2 separate regions of the Oryctolagus cuniculus genome follow, and region 2 is linked to region 1. The links are chromatin contacts, called in public Hi-C maps. All regions are on one chromosome and are shown on one strand. Each heading gives the region's core, a stretch centred on a gene start, on an enhancer-like site or on the middle of the called end of the contact. The rest is flanking DNA. Distances are from core to core; before and after follow the strand shown.

Evidence for each region. Hi-C and Micro-C count contacts between places; a contact is called where the count stands out from the background.
Region 2: a Hi-C map of an unstated tissue shows a contact between it and region 1, with 3 times the contacts expected there. The contact joins the promoter of WT1 here to the promoter of EIF3M in region 1. A contact is called at or near these places in 2 of 6 Hi-C or Micro-C datasets (embryonic fibroblasts and an unstated tissue).

Annotation. Positions count from the first base shown.
Region 1 is chr1:33,319,442-33,323,009 of mOryCun1.1, forward strand. EIF3M (eukaryotic translation initiation factor 3 subunit M) reads right to left here and starts at 2,131. Exons shown (of 11, transcript XM_002709033.5): 1 at 1,923-2,131. The coding sequence starts at 1,964.
Region 2 is chr1:33,510,927-33,514,365 of mOryCun1.1, forward strand. It overlaps WT1 (WT1 transcription factor), which reads left to right and starts at 2,160. Exons shown (of 9, transcript XM_070071870.1): 1 at 2,160-3,016. The coding sequence starts at 2,569.

The sequences.
Region 1 (3,568 bases), core at 881-3,380:
TGCCTGTGAGTCCCAGCGACTGCACTTCTGGCCCAGCTGCCTGCTGGCGTGCTCCCTGTGTAAAGTAGCAGGAGATGGCTGCAGTCTATGGCACCCTGGCAGCTAGAAAACCTGGATTGTGCTCCAGGCTCCTGTCTTTGACCTAGGCCAGTCCTAGCTGTTGCAGGCATTCCGGGAGTGAATAGACAGAGTATCTCTGCCTCCCTCTGCACAGTTCAAATAAAGTAACTTTTTAAATACTAGAATGCATGCTTCTTCATGAAGGAAACATACAATTTGATTGAAATAAAATTAAAGGCATTTGTTCACTTCCTAATTTGTAGACAGAAAGCAAACTCTCCCAGGCCAGCACTGTGGCACAGCGGGTTAACGCCGACCTGCAGTGCTGCCATCCCATATGGGTGCCAGTTTGAGTCCCAGCTGTTCCACCTCCCATCTAGCTCTCTGCTATGGCCTGGGAAAGCAGTAGAAGATGGCCCAGGTCCTTGGGCCCCTGTACCCATGTGGGACACCTGGAAGAAGCTCCTGGCTTTGTATCAGCACAGCTCCGGCCGTCGTGGCCAATTGGGGAGTGAACCAGCGGATGGAGGACGACCTCTCTCTCTGCCTCTCCTCTCTCTGTGTAACTCTGATTTTCAAATAAAGAAATAAATCTTAAAAAAAAAAAAAAGCAAACTTTCCGAGAACTATTGAACAGTTTACTGTTTTTATGCTATCCTCACTAGCTAACAAGTGGTTATGGACCAGTACAAGCAACGGAAAGCAAGTACAGGGAAAGAACTGCCCATTTTTCAACTCTAACCAAGCTGAAAATTTGAGCAGTTGAACTCTGGAAGGAATTGGTATTTTCCTGAAAGGAACAGCTGGTGTGAAACGGATGCGTTCTAAGAACAGTAGCAGAGCCTTAAAAAGGGCCACTTAAAATAAGATCAATGACAAGAACTTCCTCCATCAGGTTCCTTACAGTATGTATGTAACTTCTTTTTCAGGAACTTAACAGCCGATTGTTGGCAAAATGCTTGGTTTTTTTGGTCTTTCATTTTCCTTTCTGTGCTCACCTCCCTCCTTACCCTTGGCATTTCTCGTTGCTTTATCTATCCCCTTCTTACTTTTCAGAGGTGTAGGACTGCATTCCTACCATGAGAGGAAAAAAAAGTCCTACCTACAATTCTAGATGTTAGATCAGAATGAAGCTATGAAAAACAAAATTTCCACATTCTAGTAGTAGAAAAAAATGACAAGCTTATACTACTTCACAGAGTTGTTAGCTATAAAAAATTAAAGACTATGTAATGGCATGTTGGGTTTAATTCCCACCAACTAAACTTTTATTACGGGGGAAATTGTAAACATCGGCTCTGCACATCAAAGAGCAAACTCCAGTCAATTTAAAAATATCAGAATCGCCCACTAAGCGCTATGGAGCGGACACTTGCACAGGGTTACAGAACAATTCCCACTCGTGCACAAGGACGAGTGAAAACACACGGGCCAGCCCTGCCTCTGTGACTGCACAACCCCAAATGCATTCTGATCGTCACCACGCGATGACCTTTGCCGGACTGCTCCTGTGGGCTACCGACTCGCCACCTCCCACAGCGGCGGCGGCTGCTGCACTCGGAAGACGGAAGCAGACACCGTTCCTCGTCAGAAACTTCTCGGCCGTCCGACAGCAGGCTAGCAGAGTCCCGACGCCGACCAGGAAGCGGGCTGGCGGGCCTCGCCGGCCAGCAGCCCCGGGACGCGTGTCCCCGCCTGCCTCGCCGCCTCTCTACGCCTGCACCTACGCGACGGGCGCCCCGGAGTGGGCTCCGCAGGGCGGCGTCGCGTCCGCCCGGCCCCAGCTCGGCCGCGGTCCCTCACGCCCGAGACGTCCCCCCCCCACTCCACCCCGGCGGCACCCGCGGCGCCCGGGAGCACACCTGGTCTTCCTCACTGATGTCGATGAAGGCCGGGACGCTCATGGCGAAGGCCCGGGAACCGCGGACGCTCCACTCGCAAACCACGCCGACCGGAAAAGGGAGCAAAGCCGCGCGGCGGCTCCGCAAACTGCTTCCGGGTCAGCGGGCCCGGGTCCTAGTGGGGCAGGGCCGCGGAAGCCAATCCCAGGGCGTACGACAGCTGAGGCTTGGGGGCGTGGCGGACGCGCTGGGCGGGGCTCGTGGGCGGGACCTGCTGGGCTTCGTATCCGGGATTCCTCCCTGCGGTGTCACCATCCTGAGCCCTGCAAGTGTAAGCCTATTGGGCAGTGAAAATGACTTGTGCGAGAACAAGAACTGCCAGGAGCAGCTGCGGGGCCCTGCCTCGGTGTCCACACCGCCCAGGCTGTGGAACCCGCTCTGGGCGGCCCCAAGACAGCCTTCGCGCAGGCCACTCTCATTTGAAGGCACACACGGAACGCAAACCGCTAACAAGGAATTCGGAAGGCAGCCCAGGGTGCATCGTGCTTTTACAGCAAGGACTCAAGCGATGGAATCCCAGCTGCATCGCTCGAGGGCCACTGCCTATAAACTTCCGGGTTTGCGTTTCCCTTTGGGTACTTACCTGGTTCGAAGGAAAAAACCCTAAGACAGGTTCAGCTTAACAGTTTCGCTGAGCAACGAACGATTTGGAAACTTAGCAGCCCTCAGAACCAGAACAGCTCTGGCCTGTAGCTCGGTCCGGCAGCATTTATGGTCAGAGAACGGAAATGAGGGACAGACGCCTTGATTGGCAACAGCTAGGTGCTTTGCTTTATTGGTGTTAGGTGATCACCTGACATTGCCTGACGCTCAGTTTCGATTGGTGTAAGAGTGTACTAAAGTCTTTCACGTAGTCCTTTGGCAGTTCCTCTTATGAGGCCTGGAGGAGAGGGGCCATCCTCAGGTCACACTGCTCAATTTGACAACTTCATGGGGTTGTGAGGAATAAGCAAATTAAAGTAGAAAGCACTTAGAACAGGTGAGCACGGTATTAGCTCTTATTAAATAATACTGTGTGGGACACGTTACGTAGCGCTATTAAGATAAACACAGAGGCCAGCGCCACAGCTCAACAGGCTGATCCTCCACCTTGCGGCGCCGGCACACCAGGTTCTAGTCCTGGTCGGGGCGCCGGATTCTGTCCCGGTTGCCCCTCTTCCAGGCCAGCTCTCTGCTGTGGCCAGGGAGTGCAGTGGAGGATGGCCCAAGTGCTTGGGCCCTGCACCCCATGGGAGACCAGGAGAAGCACCTGGCTCCTGCCATCGGTTCAGCACGGTACGCCCGCCGCAGAGTGCCGGCCGCGGCGGCCATTGGAGGGTGAACCAACAGCAAAGGAAGACCTTTCTCTCTGTCTCTCTCACTGTCCACTCTGCCTGTCAAAAAAAAAAAAAAAAAAAAAAAAAAGATAAACACAGAAAAGGTGTGCAGGTAGGTGGGTGTGCCCACGCACACAGCCACTCGCGCCTTTTTAGCTAGAGTAATCAAAATGACTCAAATGTATTGTGACTTGAAGGAAATGAAAAAGTAATGACAGATCTTCAGGGAAGCTTTCATGTAAAAGAAAGCAAGGCAAAGGGCCTGAGGCAGGTGCCAGGAGACCTGTGGGC
Region 2 (3,439 bases), core at 910-3,409, 190 kb after region 1:
CACCCTACTGCACTCCACGTGTAGGCAAAAACGCATTTTCTTAAACAAACATACAAGTGCCCTTGACCTACCTGGGATTTACAACTACAAAAACCCACATTCCACCCAATCTCCCTCCAGAGAACCCTCTCCCTAAAAAACATGCAAAGAAGAGTAAAAGAGGAAGAATTCCGGTGTTTTCGTTTGGCTTCTCCTAAGCGGATCCTCTTCCCTTAGTGCTCGAGTCCTATAGTTAGGAAAAACGACTTCGAGGTAGAAACAGAAGGTGGGGTGGCGACACAGGAAGAGAGGTCATCGCCCTCACAGGGGTAACGCGGCTGCAAGTAGTTTGGGCTCCCGGGCCACAAAGATCAAACGCACGTGCCCAGTGCGCAGCCCGCAGCCCACTACAGGTTTAGGGCTGGGACGTGCGGGAGAGGAGTGGGAGGAAAGAGTAAGGGGAAAGGAGCCGTCCTCAAGGGCCTTTTATTTCTTTTTTCATTTTTTAAAAGCTGCTGAGCAAAGGCGAAGCGAAGTGCAGCACCAACGCGGCGCCGGGAGGTGTGCGCGACAGCCAAGGTGTCAGGGGAGCAAGCAGCGAGCTCGCGCCGCCGACCCTCACCCACGGTGTCTCCTGCACCTTCTCGGTGCGCGACCCCCAAGGGAAGGAAACTGTGTCCAGCAGTCCTGAGCGGGCGGAGCTGACCGAGGCTGCGTCCACACAACGCAGGGTAAAACCGAAGTCTAAGAAATGTGGAACGGGTCTAGGCGACCGGAGCACTCGGCTTCTTTGACCAACTGCGACGACCTCCATGGTCGCTTCACTTAGGCGCCGCTGGAGCCGCGGGCCCCAGCCCCGGCCTCCCGCGCGAGGCCTCTCAGCAACCGGCTGCTTCCTGCCCCGCGCGCCTGGCAGTCCCAGGCTGCGCCATCGCCGCTGCCTCCTGGCGCTCTGCGTGTCTGTGCGCCGCTGAGGCGCTCCCCGCTTCGGGCTCCCGGCCCTTCTCCTTACCCATACGCTGGTTCCCGATAGATCTTCACTACTTTGGAAGAACTCACAAAACAAAACCAACTCCCCAACACCTGCTCTAGCGCGCGGGGCTCCGCGGGACAGCGCCTAAGTGGAGGGAGGAGTCTAATTGGCGAAGCCACGCGCTCGGAGCCCCCCACGGTGCGAACACTGCCGCGCAACGTAGAGCCGAGGCAGGCTCTCCCTGTCCCGCTGCGTCCTGGGCCTCGTGTCCATCGCTTTGCTGACCAGAAGCAGAGGCAGTGCCTGGCAGAGCGGTCTCAGGAGCCAACCTCTCTCCGCAAGCATCGCATCCGAACCCTCCCCATTTCCATTCCTCTTTCTCCCTCAACTGGGCGCCGGGATGCTCCGGCCAGAGTATAGGCAGGCTCCGGGTGTTTTCCCCAAGGGTTCTCTTTCCTCCCAAACTAGCCTCGCTTTTCCCGGCTTAACCGCACAACTGGATACTCCTTGGGAGAAAAGGAAAATACGGGCCGCTGGCAGCAGTTTTAGGTAGGCGGCAACCGCCCCCCTCTCAGACCTTACCAACTAACCCACGCCCAGACGATCCAACACGCCCCGCTTAGCGTAACTGATGCCCAGCTGGGGCGCTTTTGCCCTGGGTCTCGACCCCCGGAATCCACAAAGGGGCCGCCCCCACCCCAGTGACCCGAGGATTACGGACATCATCCCAACTCGACGGCTCGTAAAGCAAGAGCCGAAGTCGCGGGCGCAAATACCCAGGGTATCCGCCTCTTTCTTCGCTCCCCTTCAGTTCCCGCCCTCTTGGATCCCACCTGCTCCTCCCTCCAGCCCGCCCTCTAGGATGAACCACCCAGCTCCAAGGATGCAGAGGGGGTCACACGGCTTACCTGGAGGGACTCGCCCGCGGCCTTGAGGCGCCCACACTCCTGAAAGCTAGGATGGGGCGGTGGGGGGAGGGCTGCGCCACACAGGCCTGCTGAGAGCGCGTGGCGGGTGGGAGAGGAGGGTGTCTCGGCGAGGGACGCTCCCTCAGGCCCGCCCCCCCCCGCCCCCGCGGCGAGGGCGCCCCCAAGGAGCTGTGCGCGCTGACCAGCGCGGCTAGGGCTGCGGTGTGAATGGAGCGGCCGAGCCTCCAGGCTCCTCCTCCTCCCCCGCCGCCGGCCCCTCTTATTTGAGCTTTGGGAAGCTGGGGGCAGCCAGGCAGCTGGGGTAAGGAGTTCAAGGCAGCGCCCACACCCGGGGGCTCTCCGCAAGCCGACCGCCTGTCGGCTCCCCCCTTCCCGCCCTACCTCCCACTCACGCACCCACCCACCCAGCCACCCAGAGCCGGGACGGCAGCCCAGGATCCGGGGCCCTGCCGCCTCCTCGCCGCGATCCTGGACTTCCTCCCGCCGCAGGAGCCGGATTCCACGTGTGCCCCGGAGCCGGCATCTCAGCACGCGCTCTGCTCGGGGCCCGCGTGCCTTCAGCAGCCCGAGCAGCCGGGAGTTCGGGGCCCGGGCGGCATCTGGGCCAAGTTAGGTGCGGCCGAGTCCAGCGCCGAGCGTCCGCAGGGCCGGAGAGGCCGCGGGGCGTCCGCGGTTGAGCTGCAGCAGATGGGCTCCGACGTGCGGGACCTGAATGCGCTGCTGCCGGCCGTCCCCTCGCTGGGCGGCGGCGGCGGCTGCACCCTGCCAGTGAGCGGCGCCGCGCAGTGGGCGCCGGTGCTGGATTTCGCGCCCCCGGGCGCCTCGGCTTACGGTTCGCTGGGCGGCCCCGCGCCGCCGCCCGCTCCGCCGCCACCCCCGCCGCCGCCGCCGCCGCCTCACTCCTTCATCAAACAGGAGCCGAGCTGGGGCGGCGCGGAGCCGCACGAGGAGCAGTGCCTGAGCGCCTTCACGGTCCACTTCTCGGGCCAGTTCACCGGCACAGCGGGAGCCTGCCGCTACGGGCCCTTCGGCCCTCCTCCGCCCAGCCAGGCCTCCTCTGGCCAGGCCAGGATGTTCCCCAACGCACCATACCTGCCCAGCTGCCTCGAGAGCCAGCCAGCTATTCGCAACCAGGGTGAGTCGGCGGGGGAGCGCGAGGCGGCGGCGCCGGAGCTGTCGCCGCGCGTGGCCTCTCCTCTCCCCTCCCCCGTCCCGGATCTCAGCTCTGGCCCCGCAGCCTCCGCTATGGCCGTGCGGGTGGCGGAAGCGTTGGCCAGGGAGCGGGGGAGCGCACGCCAGTAGAGGCTCCCGACATTCTCCACAGCGCGGCAGAGCGGGGAGCCTAGCGGTTCGCATGAGCCGGGAGTCCGCCTGGGGCCCCGCGAATCCTCCCCTCACGGGAATGGAACAAGGGGAAGGGTACAGAGTGCGGCCAGGCCTCGGGCCACGAGTTGTTTTTTTTTTTTTTTTTCCCCTGCTTTTGGCGCCTCCAAATTATCACTAGGCATTGCACTTTTTAGACGTGTGTAGATGGTGGGGTCAGGTTGGGAGCAGCGCG